Linked DNA regions of Ovis aries: region 1 is linked to region 2. The links are chromatin contacts, called in public Hi-C maps. All regions are on one chromosome and are shown on one strand. Each heading gives the region's core, a stretch centred on a gene start, on an enhancer-like site or on the middle of the called end of the contact. The rest is flanking DNA. Distances are from core to core; before and after follow the strand shown.

Region 1 (6,879 bases), core at 2,990-5,489, 230 kb after region 2:
CTATGCTCTCAATCATTAGTATTATTAATGAAAATACTAATGAACCAGTCATGCAAACTAAGGGTTCCAGATGCTTCTTTTCAGGATTTCTCCATTTCTATGCCATAAACAGTGTGTGTGTCAGCTCTCAGGCATCAGCTGGCAGATGTACATACATATCACCTACCTAGGTACTGGCATGTCAACGCCAGACAGGTCCTAACAGATCATCTGGGTTGGGTGTTCTTAACTCATTATCCTTGAGCAGCCATTAAAGGGCATATAAACTCTCTAAAGTTATACACAAAATAAGGGTGTGTGTAATTCTGAAGACAGATGTCATACATTTCTTCAGATTTCCAAGAAGATCTAAAAACTTTGAGAGATCAACCCATGTTTTGACAGTCGATAAAACTGAGACCACCAGATGAAAATGGACCTGACCAGGTACACACAGCAAGAAGTGACAGAGCTGGGTTCAGACCCCAGATCACCTGACCTAGAGCCTGGGCTCTTTGGCTACATCATGCCCATTCAACTCAATTCTTTTCAACATGCATCAAGGGCCTGCCAGGGTCAAGAAGCCTTAATGGGGATTACACGCACAGCTCACAAACTTTGAGTAGTTTTAGAAAATTGTCATGCTTCATGCTTAATGCAAAATGGCATTTCATTGTTTCTCTAAAGTTCTTGTCATTGATAATTACCACTGATCTGCCTGTCTGCTATTCACGAAAACTTAGCCCATGGCATTTCATTCATATCTGGTCCAGTCTGTCTTTACTAGTTTCACTCCTGACCTCTATAGATGCCTAAGGTAGTTGGGAATTTCTATCTCATTGTTCTGTTTTAAAAAATTAGTTCAAAAGAAAACTAACAACAGCTAAACTACATAAAGCAAAATATATTAATGACTAAACATTGAATCACATTGTCCTGACAAAGTTCAGATCAACCAAATGTGTTTCAGGAAAACTGGACTTAGTAGAAGTAAAGCCACAGTAGAAAATTCACTCTGGAAGAAGCTAAAATTTGATACAATTACATTTGATACAGATAAATCACAACTGATAATTAAGCCTTGCTTGTAAAAATTCACATAAAGGAGTGAATTCCTATAAAATTGATTTTGATAAAATAAGAAATGACAAAAAGTAGAAATAGTTTCACTGTACTATATTGAACATTGATTTTTAAATTAAAATGGCTTAATGAGACTAATTAAGAAAAATATGTTCTTGACAAAAATTCAGCCATTTTGGTGCTAGTTATAAACATGGAGTCAAAGCATCCTCGGTGCCAAAGGACAGAGGTCAAACTGTCTGCCATGTTAAACACATGTCAAAAGGAATGTGCTAATAGAGGGAGATCAAAACTTGCTGTAGTCTTTTGTGAGCATTTGCAATCACCTGCAGGCAATGCTCTGATGAGGCAGACAAACTGACATGGCCACTGACTTTGCAAAGCTCACTTGAAAAGCCAAGCAACTAGCACAGACTATATTATTTTAGGCATGCTTTAATCCTACAAGTTCCATGAAGACACAAAACATCAAGGAGTAAATATTATCTTTATGGGTGGAGTGAGTGAAGAATTTCTCAAACCTGCAAGGGGGTTCCAGGAGAATTTACTTTTCTTCCTGAACAAGAGAGGTCTCTTTCCTCTTTGTCTTCCTTTTCTGGTGGTCCCAGGAGTTACTTGCTCCAGGTCATCTCCAGTGCTAGGCACTGCCTTATCCACCAGACCTCTGGGCCCTCTCATCTTCTTTAACAAGGCTGGAGTCAGTGGTATACCAGAGCTGGCTCAAACCCACTCCTGAAAGCCAGTTATTAAATTTTAAGGATTTGATAAGCTGGGTGTTAAACACAGCCATTATTAAAAGTGAAATTATAACTGTAGAGAAAGCTGAGCACTGAAGAATTGATGCTTTTGAACTGTGATGTTGGAGAAGACTCTTGAGAGTCCCTTGGACTGCAAGGAAATCCAACCAGTCCATTCTAAAGGAGATCAGTCCTGGGTGTTCTTTGGAAGGAATGATGCTGAAGCTGAAACTCCAGTACTTTGGCCACCTCATGTGAAGAGTTGACTCATTGGAAGACTCTGATGCAGGGAGGGATTGGGGGCAGGAGGAGAAGGGGATGACAGATGAAATGGCTGGATGGCATCACTGACTCTACGGACATGAGTTTGAGTGAACTCTGGGAGTTGGTGATGGACAGGGAGGCCTGGCGTGCTGCTATTCATGGGGTCACAAAGTCGGACACGACTGAGCGACTGAAATGAACTGAACTGAAACTTATGATCAAATACACCACCTTAGAAAGAGGTAATAAATATTCAAAACTCGTCACTTCCTGATTAGTTTAGTAGAATCTGCTTCTAAGGTTGTTTACATCTATCACATCTGTATGGCAGTCACTGTATGGTGGTGTGCGTATCTTTCCCAGCCCCATATTCAGTAACATCACACTAGTAGATCGAAATTAGCCAAAGTAGGAGTAGTTATACCACAGAAAATTGCAAATGCTACAAATAGAGACTTAATGATGGTTCTGTTGATTGTCTAGATTTAAGAAAGTGAAACTAATAATGTAGATTATGCTTAAAGCTGACAAGTCTATAGCTGTTCCACAGTGATAAGCACAAAAAGCAGGCAATTCTTTCAAACTCAGCAAAAAAGTCACTCACACTATTGACAAATGAGTGGTTTCCAAGCTCTTTGTTGTTTCACTTTTGTTTTACTTGTTAATGAAAATATCAATGAACATTCTTGTCAAAACTGTTCTTGTTATCCAACTGCAACCATGACTGACTCTAGATACAAGAGTTCTGAATAAATCAAGGAATGCATTGTCTGAAAATCAATATGGAATTTACCTTAGCATTTACATTTTATTATTTGTAAATTGTGTGTTGTACATCCTTCATAAAAGTAAAACATATCATAACCTTGAGTATGCATTCACACACACACATTTCCAGAGTTGTCACTTACCTGTGACGTCCCTCAGAAGCCTCCCATCTCTTACCATGAGACCACCAGGACCTGCCGCAGCCACCAGGCCACTAGGCCAACTGAGGTCATGATGGGCCCGGGGAAGTACTGGAAGCTTCAGACTAGAGGAAAGGAAGGCCAGTGTTTACAGTGACGGCTGGCTGCAGAATGGCCTTTGTCTGCTCTGGGCCTTTATTTATTTTCACACCAGCCTAAGGCCTTTGACCCCAGTTTGAAGTCAAGGACAGGAAGAAAGATTCTTTATTTTCATGATGATTGGCAACATAGTTTGGCTGGCAGAGAATGCTGGGGCACTATGAAGACCTGGCCGAGGACATCTCAAGGCCCTGGAAGGACAGCTCGCACGAGAATCGGAAAGAGAACAACCCCACTTCTTCCTTTAGGCAATACACTGTTTGGAGTCTGTAGGAAGACCACACTCACTCGCATTCCTCTCTATTTCTCATTTGCTGTGTCCTTTTGGGGAAAGGGGGAACATGGTTATTTCATTATTTTACATATGTATAACTTATATCCCTGGTGGCTCAGAGGTTAAAGCGTCTGCTTGCAATGCGGGAGACCCGGGTTCGATCCCCAGGTCGGGAAGATCCCCTGGAGAAGGAAATGGCAACCCACTCCAGTACTCTTGCCTGGAGAGTCCCATGGAGGGAGGAGCCTGGTAGGCTACAGTCCATGGGGTCGCAAAGAGTCGGACACGACTGAGCGACAAACTACTAATTACTACTAACTTATATCCTAAATAATGCCTACCATGCAATCACATATTCATTCAATCATTTATCCAATAAATCAATATTGAGTACCTTTGTGAGTCAGGCACTTTTCTCGTGCTGTAGGTGCAAGGGTGACCCAGGCAATCTCTGACCCCATGGCGCATAATGTCAAGTGGACAATATAGACATTAAACTGGTTTTACATCCAGTTGGATGCAAACTCTAAGTGCCTGCTCCACATGTTTCAAGCTGAAATTCATTATTTTCTTCACATAAATACTCTTCTCAAATGCCTGTCAATAGAACCACAGCAATCATAGCCACTACTTATATGACATGTGCCAGGCACTAATCTAAACACTTTACATACATTAACTCACTTATTCCTCACAAAATTCCCACAAAAAATTATTAAACCTATTATCACCCTCATTTTACCAAGAGTTTAACAGCTTCTCTGATAAGCAGTGAAATTGTTCAACGGCACCACCATTCACCTTGGGCAGGATGTTCAGGTAAACAAGATCAATCCAGCTGAAATTCCATGAAATTTAGCAAAGGTCGAGCTTCAGTTCTTATGCAATACCTGCAGTCTGGATGAGGCTCAGATGGTATCCTGACTCTGCTACTTTCCACCTGAAGGACTTTGGGCAAGAGTTAATTTCTTACTTAACCTCTCTGAACTTGTTTCCTTATGTGTTCTATATGAACAATTATACTATCAGTTACTTCCTGGATAGGGTGAGACCATTAACAGGAGTCAGTGATATAATGGGACTGCATATCTGGGACCTTGGCCCACCCAAGAGTCCATAGACTCCTTGAGGTCATGGACCTTGATTACCTTGCTCACTGGAATGTGAGCCTAGCACATAAGAGATGTTGAATATTGGTTGGTTGAGTGATTGGTTGGTTGGTTGGATGGATAGATGGATGGTTCTGTTTCCATTGTCCCACAGGAGCTAGCCCCAATTCCGACTCTCCTTCCGCGAGTTTCTCATACATGAATCCATTCTCCCCCAAGAAGACCAACAGATACTCAAAGGCAGGTCTTTTGTCCTACAACTCACCACAGCCCCAATTTATGATTCACTCATGAAGGAGCCTTGGAAGTCTGAAACAACACTATCCACTCAGGCTTCAAGACATCCTAAAATTTCACCTGTTCCCTGCTGCCCTTACTTCCAAAGAACTTTCAGAACTAAAGGGGTTTCCTGTAATGCTTGGTAAATTAATGCTTATATAAACTCAGTTTCCTGGTCATTCACTTTCTTAAGACAAAGGGGAACCATCAAATGTTCACAAGGGAAATCATTCTCTTTAGGATCCTAAGTTCTAAATAGAAAATGTGAAACCAGAATTGCATGGTTATTGAAAGCACTGATTTTTAAATCAGATAGAACTGGTTTTGAATCTCTGCCAAGTGTCTTAACTTCTTTGAACCTGTACCCTTTCATCTGGAAAGTGGGAATAAGAACTCATTCTTTGTAGGGTCATTTGAAGGATCAAGCCAAATACCATAAGTATATTACTTAACACCATGCCTAGTACAGGGCAGGGACTCAACAAAAGACTGTGATCATCCCTGATCATAATTGGTACTGAGTTGAAAATCAGGAAGAGACTAGCACATCTATAGCAATACATCCTAAACAAGTGAAAACTATGTCTATTATTCTCAATAAACTTTTACTGAGCACCTGCTATGAATGTGAGCAGTCTTATCTCCTAATTCCTTATGTTTCTCGTGAGCAAAAAGCAGGTAGAAAGCAGGTATGGTCTTAATACTTTCTCTCTCTCATAATTAATAAGAAGGGGCCACAACCTGAATAAAAAGTTTCATTCATTTTTTTATTAACCCATTCACTGAACCTTTATTGAGGTTCTACCATATGTCAGACACTGGTAATGACTCTGGGAATATAGAATTGAGTGACTGAAACAAAGTCCCTGCTCTCATGGAGCTTCCAATCTAGATGGTGCACAAGAATTTTTTTAAAGTCACACAGACAGTATAACTATAAACTGTGATAACTACCCTAATGGAGAAGTGCAGGGATCTATGAGCACATGAAAGAGGGACAGCTTAATGTAGAGATACAAGAACAAAGGAAGACACAGACTTTATATAACTGGAAAGAAAAGAAAGGAATGCCATGGGACTTGGAAGAGGGTCAGGTTATAAATCTGAATAATCCCTTAGAACTTTAAAACTACCAAAAATGCAGATCCTCCATGTCACCTCTCTGCTTGGCTATCCTATTCTCCGCTCAGTAGAGTCCCAAAGCTACGTGTTCTAAGATAGACAAAAATCTGTTTTGTTTGTTTCATGAATAAGTAATTGGTTGTCGGGATTACCGTGCAGCTGTTCTTTCAGCCTGGCCCTTGGCAGTTCCCCTGGGGAAGAAAGCAGATGTGGCTAGTGTCACTGCTGTCTGGGGCAATGTGCAGACACAAGGGGTGTTCCTATGAGCATCTCTATGAAGCAGATGTCCAGTATACTCCCAGATGAACAAACATCAAAGCTCTCAATTTACAAGAAAGTTCAAAAACAAAAATGTCACTTTCATACATAATATTTGGCCCATGCAAGAAAGGTAAAGTAATTGAATCATATAAATCAGGTTTAAAAATCATATTCTCGATCTAAAATGTTAGAATCAAAAACAGAAGAGATCACCTACTTAAAATTATTTCCACAGATAAAGAATTTGCAGTAGGTAAAAATTTGCAATCCCAAATAAAAATAAAATAGAAGTTTAAGAGAATAAATGTGTTCCTAAATATTGTGAGTCAGTTAAAAAAAAAACAACAACAACCCTGTTCCTAACAGTCTTCATGCATATGAATTAAAACATCTTAACATGAACAGAGGCTTCTCTCTGGCTATTTGTTTCATAAGACACATTTGGAAGATGAGGGTATCCCCACCAGCTTTCCATGATATCAAAAGTAGGTAACCTCTCTCATGTCTGTGACCTCCCTTCTGCACTGCCTTTTCAAGTACCACAAAATTCCATCTATCTGGCTGTCTCACTTACTCAGGTGTCCACAGTCTTCTACTATTGACTCTGGAGTCTCCTGCAAATTCATCCAATTTCTCACCTGGAATCTTTAAAAGCTAATTTATAATTTGTTCTGATGTATCACCATTGTGTGACTATAAGCTTT
Region 2 (6,958 bases), core at 497-2,996:
AATACCCTGTGCTGTCTAGGAAGAAAACTTTAGCCATCGTGAAACCATTTCTGAAAGGTGGGGAAACCTCCCAATATATTTGAGGAACAGTAAAAAGTTCCTGTTCCATTAGGATGTACAGTAGAAAAGGGAGAAAGAAACTAGTGGGAGCTGAGGCCAAAGAGATGGACAGAGTCCTGCTGTGGAAGACTTCATACTTTATCTTAAAATTTAATCTTTCCTGAACAGGTGTCAAAGCCATAGCAACTTATCATTTCTGTGACAGCCTCATTCCATCAGAACTATTATTTCCTTATCTTTCTTTCAACAAACTTAACTTTTATGTCAAATATTTTAAAGGAAAGCTTAACAATAATGTCAATATTATACAAAGAAAACCAGTATCACTTGCCAATAAGAATAGGTAAAAATGAGCACAAGACCAATAAAACTGTAAAATTCTCACATCTCCTAATATTTTATCAAGTTGTTCACATCCTACGTAAGACATGGGAAGGGAATGAGGAATTTTAATTATAGAGATAAAGAGATGAGATTGCACTTCTGAAACCATTGCTGAAAGCACTATTTTATTTATATCTCCAAAAAACCATGATAATGATCCTGGCAGCCATAAAAAAAAGGATCTTCCTGGGCAAGAACTGCTCAGCCCAAAGGGATTCCCAGTGGAGAGTTATATGAAGCCAATTTTGAAAACGCTGATAAATAGCAGGCTACCACACAAAAATCCAGGGAGAGATCTTGTGAGAACAACCTGCTCACTCAAATTCACATGCTTAGTATCAATTTCCTCTAGCTTGAGGAAGACTGCTTAGCTGCTTGGCAGCTGATAAGTAAAGAGATTTAGATAAAGCTCCTGAAAATGAGGAACTAGCTCCTAATTCTTGACTGGGGAAAGCCACAGTACAAAATCTAATATAATACACTATTTTGTTCTTCTTATGAACTCATATCTGCAGCTCAGAGAAGGAATCCCACTTAAGCACCCATCCCCCTGGAGCAGTTTATACTTTCATTTTGCCATTGGACAAATATTTACGAAGCACCTAAAAAAGTCAGATATTGTGAAGAAATCAAAATTGCTTAATGGGGTTGCTGTTGCTGTTTAGTTGCTAAGTTGTGTCCAACTCTTTTGAGACCCCATGGATGGTAGACTGCCAGGCTGCTTCTGTCCATGGGATTTCCCAGGCAAGAGTACTGGAATGGATTACCATTTCCTTCACCAGGAGATCTTCCCAACCTAGGGATTGAACCTGCGTCTCCTGCATTGACAGGTAGGTTTTTTACCAATGAGCCACCAGGGAAGCCTTTAATGGGGTTACAAATTCGAATACTTAACTGGTGCCAGGTGAGAAAGGTAATGAACGAAGCAGTCTAGTGTAAGATGACAGGGAGTGGTGGGGACTGCAGCGAACTGAAGGGGGTGACTCCCATTTGAAAGGGGATACATACTCAGCTCCAGTCAATAGTAGCGATGCAAGAATGTGGAGCCTATGTTGACAGGACTTCAGATATTGCAACAGAAAAATTGTTGCACAATGATCATCATATTTAGGGGGAAATTCAGGGGTTGGAGGAAAACCTCCATGATTTTAAAAGCCGGCAAGTAATTTTTTAAAAGTTTTAAATACTCTAAGGGCCAAGGAAAACATATTGATTGATGGCATGCAACCCAAGCGCCCCAGTGGGTGACCTCTGGGTGTCACAGAGTCTCAGCCTTTGCAGGGTTTGTGTGTTAGGAGATAAGACATGTTCATAAATAACTCCAATACAGAACATGGTGAAAAGTGTTGTGTGAGCAAGACAAAGCACTGAAGGAATTCAGAGGAGGCAGGAATGACTTCATAGCAAAGCTGTACGCAGGGAGTAGGGGTTTCTCATAGGGCTATTTCTGGCCACATATCAAGGAGCCCCTGAACTGAATGAGGAGAAGAAAGAGAGCCTCCAGTAATTCCAAAGAGAAATAACTGATAGTGTCAGGACTGAGCATCAGAATATTCCAGGAATTATTCTTAAGATGCGTATGTCGAGGGCTTCCCTGGTGATCCAGTGGTTAAGAATCCACCTGCCAATGCAGGGAACATGGGTTCTATCCCTGGTGCTGGAAGATCCCACATGCTGTGGGGCAACTAAGCCAGTAGGCCACAACTACTGAGGCCCATGCTCTACAACAAGAGTGGCCTCCACAACTGAGAAGCCCATGCAAAGCAACTAGAGAGTAGCTCCCACTTGGTACAACTAGAGGAAGTCGGCACGCAGAAATGAAGACCCAATGCAGCCAAAAAAAAATTTTAATTAAAAAAAAAAAAAAAGATGTACATGTCTAGTCCTTAACCCACTCATCCTAAATAGGAATTTCTTGGGTTGAGAACTACACACCCAAATTTTAAAATATATCTTCAGTTAATTTTTATCAAGATCCTTCCTTAAGAACCTCTGCTCCAAGGAAGCACCCCCAAAATGCTAACTAAAACAACAAATATGACTTTTGCCCCTCCTATTCCTCTAATTCTAACAAACTAGGATTCATACTTTGCCAGGTGTTCTCCCTGGGAGGGTATAACCTGTGCCTGCTCACAGGATGCCGGCCAAGGGGCTTGGGAAAGCACTGTGTTTATTACCACAGAGGAGAAAGAGCTTTCCTTGGTCCATTAGGAGCAGATGCCATTTTGTTATTCACACAAAGGCACTCTGTGCAGAGTGGCCTGAAGACTGTAGAGTAACTGCTGTATTTCCAAGCCATCTTCCTCCAATGTTACCTAGTAACAAATTCTATAGCCCTTATGTTTACAGGTTATACAGAAAATGCAGACAAAAGTACATATTGAATTTTCTTGGAATTGATAATGGGATTTGTATTCAACACAGCGATGTGAATTCAAGAAGTTCACCTACATTTTTCCAATTTAGAAGACAAAGTCCTATTAGAATTGCTTAATCTATGCCTTATTTTACAGCTCTTTAAGGCATATCTGGGCTCAGTTTTCAAATCAAAGAAACCCAGCAAGTAGGTCCTGTTGATTAGCTCTCATTGCTACCACATGAGAGTGTTTTCTGGGCTCCAAATCTGTCGCCCCTCTCATCAATGGCCATCACTCGGGAGGGGTTGCTTATCTAAACACCAAACTACCCTAACAACTCTTGCATCAAACTGTGCACTGTCCCAGAGAATACACACAAAGAATGTAATATTCTTTGGCTCTCTGAATCATGTACATCTCAAAATCAAGGAAGTGTTTAATATGCAGAAACCGTCATCTTTCTCAGAGTGCCCTTCCTCTTTGGAGCTACAGCCATTGCCTGCCAGCCCAGACTCCAGTAAAAATGAAAGTAGTACATGCCTTCTAAGCTCTGAAGTGAAAGACTCTGGATAATGAGAAAATCTTATTAAAATTAATGACTCTATAAAACTCTGTGCTGTGCTGCGCTTAGTTGCTCAGTCATATCCAACTCTCTGTGACCCCATGGACTGTAGCCTGCCAGGCTCCTCTGTCCATGGGGATTCTCCAGGCAAGAATACTGGAGTGGGTTGCCAAGGCCTCCTCCAGGGGATCTTTCCAACCAGAGGATTGAACCCAGGTCTCCCGCATTGCAGGCGGATTCTTTACCATCTGAGCCATGAGGGGAGTCCTATAAACCTCTAGCAGCTGCCATTAAAATAGCAATGTTTGCATATTATGACACACAAATGCTGCCCAAAATAAAATAAGGGGAATATCCCAGAATTCTGCTAGAGGAACTGGTCCCAGAAAAATTGAATCTGCTGTCAGTAGGATGGGGAGTACCCAGGAAGCTTGATTATGTTCTTGTGTACTTGACAAGTTCAGTTCAGCTGTGTCCAACTCTTTGCAACCCCACGGACTGCAGCACGACAGGCCTCCCTGTCCATCCCCAACTCCTAGAGTTTACCCAAACTCATGTCCATTGAGTCGGTGATGCCATCCAACCATCTCATCCTCTGTCGTCCACTTCTCCTGCCCTCAATCTTTCCCAGCAACATGGTCCCTTTAAATGAGTCAGCTCTTCACATCAGGTGGCCAAGATATTGGAGTTTCAGTTTCAACATCAGTCCTTCCAATGAACACTCAGGAGTGATCTCCTTTAGGATAGACTGGTTGGATCTCCTTGCAGTCCAAGGGACTCTCAAGAGTCTTCTCCAACACCACAGTTCAAAAGCATCAATTCTTCGGTGCTCAGCTTTCTTCACAGTCCAACTCTCATATCCATACATGACTACTGGAAAAACCATAGCCTTGACTAGATGGACCTTTATTGGCAAAGTAATGTCTCTGCTTTTTGATATGCTCTCTAGGTTGGTCATAACTTTCCTTCCAAGGGGTAAGCGTCTTTTAATTTCATGACTGCAATCACCATCTGCAGTGATTTTGGAGCCCCCCAAAATAAAGTCTGACACTGTTTCCACTGTTTCCCCATCTATTTGCCATGAAGTGATGGGACCAGATGCCATGATCTTAGCTTTCTGTATGTTGAGCTTGAAGCCAACTTTTTCACTCTCCTCTGTCACCTTCATCAAGAGGCTCTTTAGTTCTTCACTTTCTGCCATAAGGGTGGTGTCATCTGCATATCTGAGGTTATTGATATTTCTCCCAGCAATCTTGATTCCAGCTTGTGCTTCTTCCAGTCCAGCGTGTCTCATGATGTACTCTGCATAGAAGTTAAATAAGCAGGGTAACAATATACAGCCTTGATGTACTCCTTTTCCTATTTGGAACCAGTCTATTGTTCCATGTCCAGTTCTAACTGTTGCTTCCTGACCTGCATACAGATTTCTCAAGAGACAGGTCAGGTGGTCTGATAGTCCCATCTCTTTCAGAATTTTACACAGTTTATTGTGATCCACACAATCAAAGGCTTTGGCATAGTCAATAAAGCAGAAATAGATTTTTTTTCTGGAACTCTCTTGCTTTTCAATGATCCAGCGGATGTTGGCAGGGGGTATAAAAATCCTTTAAAGAAATATTACTTCATGTTGTATGTATTTTATAGTTGACAAATGTGTTTACACCCACTGCCTCACTTTATTTTCACAACTGCCTTGAGTGGAGGGCAAAGCAGGATTCCTACCACCATTTTACAAAGAAACTGGGTGCAGAGAAAGGATGTGTAGTGGATAAGTAATGTTGCTCTCAAACTTACCTCCACCCTTCTAGTTCTCCTCTGGAAAACATGCTGTTTTCAGTCCATGTACTTTAAGCAGAGCTGACAACACCATTCATCACTCTTAGGATGGGGCATGTGAATCACAATACTAGGTCCCATTAATTTCTTCAGGGATGGACCTATAGATTTGGTTAGAGTTAATGAGATACAAGAAGACTTTTCTTATTTGGTGGAGAGGTATATCCACTTTCCTTCTTACCATCACATAGTATCAGGAAATGAAGCAATCGTAGAGGAAAGGAGAACTCCTGGGAGGAGAAAAACTTGGTCCAAGTGAAATGATTGACTTTCCTACCTTGGAGCAATACATTTCCTTTTTTGCTTAACCTAACTTGTGCTGGATATATTGATGTTGGAACTTGAGGAGTGATTCAAAATGCTCATGATATCCATTTCTCCATAACTACACATTGCTCATGGGTAACATAGGTCTCTAGTCCCGTTTTGACATCACCCTTCTGTATTTATATGTGTTCTCAACTGGCAAATTCTCTCCATATTTAGGGGAGAGAAGTGGGAGGGAGGAAATGCAGCCAACTCTCTTTTTGCTGTCTAAAACTTTCTGGCTACTGACCAGCCAGTAGATTGCATACCCTTGGCTCAAGGGCACCCTCCCTTCCTGACCCAACCCACAGTGGCCGGAGAGGGTGCGGGTGGAGAAAGGCAAATGGGTGATAAGGCACAGGACATGGTCACTTAAGTAGCAGAGGCTTAGAAAAGGCAGCTCCCTTAGAAAGAGGCTGTAGGCCCAGGAGACCTTTCTACAGGTTTTCTACTTCTCAGTGGAGTTTCAGAGATCCACACATTCTTGGCATCCTATGATAAAATTAAAATTTTTCATTTGACTTTTATAACCATTCGAACACTTTTAATACTTGGGTCACCTGTATTACTACCTTATGAGATTTAAATGCCTATATTTGTTTTGTTCATAAGCAAATTGGCATTGGCTCCAAAGTAATACAATGCTTCCCTGATGGCTCAGATGGTAAGAAATCAGCAGAAGACCCGGGTTCAATCCCTGGGTTGGGAAGATCCCTGGTGAAAGGAATGGTTACCCACTCTAACATTCTTATCTGGAGGATTCTATGGACACAGGAACCTGATATAGTTAGTTGTCATGGCTAATGAAAAAAAATATGAGAAGTCTTAATAAATAAGTGATATGTTCACAGCAAGTGAAAGTCTAACGACATCACAGAACTTCATACAACAAAAGTTTTGCAACAACGCAAATAGAAAACCTGTGATGGGAGATCTGAGACTCGAGTGAGGACAGACAAGTCAAACTTTAAAGGCCCTTGTCAGAGCAGGGGTAAATAGAGGATTATTTTCAGTTAAACAGAACTTCCCTTTACACCTAATTAAGTTTGTCCGCCCAAACTGTAGTTATTTTGTAATTTTATTTGCGTTTAGTTTATAACTTCATTTTGCTGTTTCCAAGCCATGAAATAAACAATTTATTCCTACATTTATGTTAGTGTACACGTAGACAACATTATTCTAAAAAATACATGTCAACACTGGGAACCATTAGACTTCTCTTTTCCCTTAAAGGACTTGGTCAGCATCTCAAAAAAATCATCCTGGTATATCTCTTTTAGAACCACCTGCCCACTCTTTTGTGGTCATAGCCCTAAAATACCTTCCAATCCTTCCTGCTTTTGGTCTCTCTACTTCTTAATCTACCCAACACAGAGTTAATCTTCCTTACATACTTTCTTCATGGCAGTCCTAGACTCAAGAACTTCCAATAGCTTCTCTGTGGCTATCAAAC

The links. Hi-C and Micro-C count contacts between places; a contact is called where the count stands out from the background.
Region 1: a contact with region 2 is called in a Hi-C map of liver, with 7 times the contacts expected there. The contact joins two enhancer-like sites. A contact is called at or near these places in 12 of 16 Hi-C or Micro-C datasets (blood, hypothalamus, liver and 6 more).

Annotation. Positions count from the first base shown.
Region 1 is chr5:58,167,537-58,174,415 of ARS-UI_Ramb_v3.0, forward strand. SH3TC2 (SH3 domain and tetratricopeptide repeats 2) reads right to left here. Exons shown (of 17, transcript XM_004008952.6): 17 at 5,541-6,879. Among named protein-coding and RNA genes, the nearest start is that of SH3TC2, 70 kb to the right of the region's middle. Within about 2 kb of position 4,240, at least 1 of the 54 cell types and tissues checked has an H3K27ac peak or open chromatin away from gene starts, as enhancers often do. A contact at or near this core is called in liver, where this site is marked.
Region 2 is chr5:57,941,560-57,948,517 of ARS-UI_Ramb_v3.0, forward strand. No RefSeq gene overlaps it. Among named protein-coding and RNA genes, the nearest start is that of HTR4, 50 kb to the left of the region's middle. Within about 2 kb of position 1,747, at least 3 of the 54 cell types and tissues checked have an H3K27ac peak or open chromatin away from gene starts, as enhancers often do. A contact at or near this core is called in liver, where this site is marked.